Regions from separate parts of the Gossypium arboreum genome. Here region 2 is linked to region 1. A link is a contact called in public Hi-C data. All regions are on one chromosome and are shown on one strand. Each heading gives the region's core, a stretch centred on a gene start, on an enhancer-like site or on the middle of the called end of the contact. The rest is flanking DNA. Distances are from core to core; before and after follow the strand shown.

Region 1 (2,724 bases), core at 60-2,559:
AAAATTTAATAAACCCTAAAACATGGAACAATTTTTACGTATTAGATTAACAACATTTGAATAAAATTAATAGTCTCCTAAAACCATAACCTAATTTCAACATCCATACCAACAATGCCATAACAAATTGTAACGAATCTCAATCCACCGGTGGATATATTTCCTTCATGTATCCGCCTCAACAGCTCAGAGCATTCACTCTCTGTATACGTGGTAGAGTCTTCCCGAATGTTCAGCTCGGAAGGATCAAGCCGGTCTATCTTTAACACTCTCCAATAAGTTCTACTCTTATCCCTTCCAATCATATAAAAGTTCTGTACACAAACACCAAAATAAAAATAAGTTCAACATCAAAACAAATCTACTTAAGTAAAATTACATCAAAATCAAGTTGATAACAACGAAAATTAAAGATATCACAATGAGCTCAAAGCAAACAAATAAACAATAAAAAAAATTAAAAAACAGAAATGAAAGAAAAAATTACCGATCGAGTTTCGTAGAGTCTGAATTTCTGCATACATGTAGAAGTTTGAGATTGGGAGGAGCTCTCATGATTGTCAATATTATCGCAGCAATATTTTGCAGCGGAGGATTCCATGGTAACCTTCTTTTTCCTCACCGTTGTTATTTTTCAATTTCAGGTTCAGATCTCCCCCCCGAGCCCCAGGCTCAGGGAATTTATCAGAAGAGCATGCACTAACGATGGAACTTTCTCGCTATTTACCTTTGGTTTACGTTGAGAGAAAAATCCATACCTCAATACGGAAATTTGCCTTATTCTTGCCAAACCACAATCGGTCCTCCTTTGCAAATAATGGAGCTTGGCTGCTTCAAATACAGCATCTTCTTTTGAAATCGAAAGAAGCAACAAGAAAACGGGAAACTCAGGAGACCTGGCTAAGGACGTTTGACCGACCTTTCCTTAATCCCTAACTCCAATTATCTTCCCCTTCACACCCAAATGTCAAACGCCGAATTTACCCCAAATTCGACATGATTTGTGATCTTTCTCCAATCAGGGCCGAAATTGCAGAGATCGAAAATAAAATTAAACAAGATTGTATTTATATATCATTTTAACATATAAAAACGGGAATCTTATCGTTTTTCTTCTGTGCAGCGGGCTAAAAATAAAATTGGAAGTTTATAAAAGAAGGGAAGATCGAGATTTAGAGTTTATTTTTATTTTAGATGAAAAGGTAGCTGCTAGGTTAATATTAGTGATGTAGGAGCTGGGTTTCCTTTTTCCTTTTTTTTTTTTTTTTTTAATTTCCTCTTAATATGATGATGTCGTGTTTAAAACTATATCAAGAAAAGCCTAATTAATTAATTATGTTATTTCCCTCTTCCACCCTTGTGCATCCCTCTACTTTTGCTTTCACTCCCTCTACTTCTCACACATTTTAAATTTAGTCTTTTCAGTTTTGATTGCGATTATGTGTATTTTTTTAAATCCCATGCATCCAATGTTCAATTTGAAATGTAAACATCTTTATTTTGAATCTTGGTTTTTAACACTAGTTAGTGGTGTGTTTGTACACTACTTAACATTCTCTTTTGTTATTTAATAAATTCTAATACACTACTTACATTCTCTTTTCTTATTTAATAAATTCTAATTTTCTAGAACTTGTTTAACTAGCATTGTAATTCTTATGTCATGTTTGGTAATAGAAAATTAAGAATAATATTTTAGAAAAAAGTAATTAAAGTTATCAACAAGTGGTTGGGTGCAATGCTAAGGCACATTACACTTTTAAGGGAAAAATTTAAGTTCGAACATTAGAGATGACATTGTTAGAAGGATGGATAGTAATGAATCTTGAATATGAAATATAAAAGTACTTACTCATCTAATTTAAGGGATTTTTTTTTTTTACTATCATATCAATTAGACTTCCATTGTTAAATTGAAATAGTTGATTAAATAGTTAAATTTTGAATTTTAAGGAAAATTGATAAATTTCACCCTTAAGTTTTATATTTTTTTGCCACTTTTAAAAAACAATTTGGCCCTCAATTTTGTATAAAAAGTTGAATTTGATGATCAATCTTTTTAAAAGAGTCGAATATTTTTTTAACAAAAATCTTGATTAAAACTTTAAATTTTTAATTTTAAACATGGAAGCTCTGTATAGCAATTCACATGTACTTGATGCTAATTTTTGAAATTTTACAATTTTTTAAAAAATTGAATATGTTTATTATTTTAAATTATTTGTTGGACTGTCAAGTACACATAAACTATCATGTGGGCCATCACGCTAACATCGTTAAAAATTGACATTTTAATTAGTTTTTTGTTAAAATATAATTTAATTATTTTAACATTGTTAACGACAAATTAAGCTAAAATAATAAGAAGAACCAAATTGACAAATATTATAAACATTAAAACTAAATTTATCATTATGTCAATTTGTATTATTATTTTTTAACTATTATTATTGAAGAAGTCTAAGAATACAATCACTAATAATATACATCCCATCCATTAAAATAAATATAAACTTAATATAAAATACAACTAACTTATAATCAAAATTTATTCGAAACTAAATTAGAAAAAATTGTAGAATATTTATACAAACTCAAACTTAAATATTAAATAATTTAAAAATTATCTACGCATAACATTTATACTTAATTATTATAAATTTAATGTTTTTTTATTTTTAAATAATTTTATTATAGATTCTGATTATATTTATTTTTTTATGC
Region 2 (2,700 bases), core at 98-2,597, 500 kb before region 1:
AAACTTTGTTTTATACACAAATTATACCAAGGCTTAGAAGGCTAACCTGGCCACCGGTGTCGGGGTACCCCAAAACGTTGTCTTGAGCAAAGTATCCGTGAGGAGTAAGGATGACAACATTGAACACCATGGGGACTCTCCCGAGGAACTTCTCAAGGGTGCAAGGATCAGGGGCCTCGAGAAGATCCAAAAGGAGTTGGATCATCTCCAGCACACGCCCCGCGGTATCACCCCAACCTCTCTCCAAACCGATTTCCTGGAACTTGTGTTCCAGTTCAGTGTACGGTGTCTCAGCTGGCAGTGTACCAAGATATTCTTCTGCCTTCCTCAATACATATTGAAGGGAATTCAGGTTTTGAATTCTGTCATTCAACATCATGTTCTGCAAAAACACCAACTAAGACATTCAGGACACTAAATCCATCATTTAAATCTTATGCTAAGAAATCTATGTTTTAGTATATGCAGATTTCAACTATAAAACACAAGCAACTGGTGCTTTATGTTGCATACCTTTCCTTTGTGGCAATGGACTTTGAGGAATTCAAGCAAAGGGTGCATACTCTCCTTGTCATGGAACAATTTAGCTGAAAGGTGGCGATTGAGGAACTCAACACCATTACCGATAGACTTGGAAAGAGTTGAGCGAGGGAAAGATGCATTGAAGGGCTCAAAATCCAATTCCAAAACGAAATTGCCATTTGCACTGCAAGAAAAATCAAAGAAACAGTGGTAAAATGAGCATTTACGAGTGAAGTAAACAGAAAATGAACAATTTTCAAGATACCTTCCATCAACAAGCTCCTCCTTGAAGTGAAGATACTCTGCAACAGTGAGTTCCTCAACAACAAGGGCGTGGACATTCACTTTAATATACTCCCAAACACCAGGCCTTGGACGAACTGCAAGTGCAACCCATGGTGGCAACACGATCGCTTCCTACAACACAAATATCACTAAAATCAACACTTGTGTCACAATAAAACCCATAAGAGAGAACAAAAAAAAAAAAAGGGGGTTTGTTTTATACCTGACTGGCTCTCAATATTTCAGAAAATGCTCCATCAGCGAGCTTCTTTCTGGTTTCTTCAGGGATGGCTTCAAACTCTAGGATAATTTGATGGTGTTGCAGAATCCCTTTTCCCTTACCCTCGATCCTACAATAGAAAACAACAAAACTAAGCATTTGCAAAAGGAAAAGCAATCGTTGAAGGGGTTATATTTAAGTTACCTTGTGAGCAAGGCCAAAACCTCGTTTCTATGGGCAATAAGGGTGTCATCCAGACGCTCTCGGAGGCTGTGTACTCGGGTGATCACACGCTCTGCCATTTTTCCAACTAAAAAAATAGAGCAAAAAACAGAGTAAGTGATTATGTAACATGATTATTAGTAACGGAGATGGATAAGCACCAAAAAAAGTCAAAACCAACATAGATCGTATACAATTCTAGAAGACATTATTTTTTTTTCTAAACCTACCACCTTAAGCCACCAACCACATGGAATAGACTTTAATGTTAATCAAACTATGGTTACTGTTCAACTTAATTTTGTTGCAACAAAACATTTAGGAGATGTTATTTTTATTCTTCTTTTTTATATTATTTAATTAATACCCATTAATTGAAACAGAAAGATAATATTAATGGAGTTGATTCAAAAAATCCTCAGAACAGCCATTTATTAAGTGGAGATGGCAGTGTTTTTGTATAGAAATTGAAGCAGAGTAACCCCTCTGTTGGTCGAGAAAACAAGAGTTTTTGTTTCAACATTTTGAGTGGAGAAATTTTGTTCCTTGGCTGGTGAAAGAAACTAGAGCCCAAGTCTCAGAAGCAGAAGGTGAAGAAAGAAGAGCAACATGGGGATGAAGAGAATTCAAAGGCAAAGAAAGTAAAAGAAAGAAAGAAACAGAGGATCAGGTAAACGAAACTAACCAAAGGGAGGGGTTTAACTAAACGAAGGAGAATGGAATGAGAGAAGCTGGAGTTTCAGCCCGAATTTATAGAGAAGAAAGCTGCAAATGCAAACAAATGACATACAGGAACTGCTGTTTAGAAACTTACTATTTGAGCTTCACACTACTTAATTATTTAATTTAATGCCAGTAATAATCGTATTTGTCTTGGAAGGAAAATAATGCTGTAGAATTATTAAATAAGGGTTAAGCTGGTAATTACAGACTCAATTTTTTTTTTTTAAAGATTTTAAGCAAATGTTTTCTTTTCCAAAAAGCGGAGAATGAAGCATTGTTACTGCACTCACCAATCATTCAACAAAGCAAATTTCCTTTTTCTATTCTTCTCTTTTTAAATCTTAATCAATTCAAGTGCAACTCTTAAATGATATTTGAGAATAAAATATTAATTTTTTTCTATTCCACTTTAATTTATAATGAGGTAATTAAATTATTAGGTTTGTTTGAGATAGATATTTCAACTATTTTTAGTCTATTAGAATAATTAAATTTTGATTCCATTATTAAAGTTGCTATTTGCATGTCAGTCAATTAAATTTTGTCGTGTCATCGTCTCACTAAAATATAAGTAAATAAAAATATATATTAATATCAAATAAGAAAATTACCTCCCCACCCATCCCTCTCCCCTCTCGCCCTTGGGTAATATTTGTGAATCTGAAAAATTAAGTGTAGGCCATTGTCAACCTGAAGATCCAGAGAACATATACTGTGTCTGGTTAGTA

Evidence for each region. A called contact is a pair of places that touch in the nucleus more often than the background predicts.
Region 2: a Hi-C map of leaf shows a contact between it and region 1, with 3 times the contacts expected there. The contact joins the promoter of LOC108466049 here to the promoter of LOC108479631 in region 1. A contact is called at or near these places in 2 of 5 Hi-C or Micro-C datasets (both in leaf).

What each region holds. Positions count from the first base shown.
Region 1 is chr6:118,601,347-118,604,070 of ASM2569848v2, reverse strand. It overlaps LOC108479631 (phosphoinositide phosphatase SAC3-like), which reads right to left and starts at 1,309. Exons shown (of 16, transcript XM_017782345.2): 1 at 488-1,309; 2 at 110-314; 3 at 1-15. The coding sequence starts at 601.
Region 2 is chr6:119,102,814-119,105,513 of ASM2569848v2, reverse strand. It overlaps LOC108466049 (sucrose synthase-like), which reads right to left and starts at 1,347. Exons shown (of 13, transcript NM_001330029.1): 1 at 1,232-1,347; 2 at 1,031-1,157; 3 at 788-939; 4 at 514-706; 5 at 47-382. The coding sequence starts at 1,329.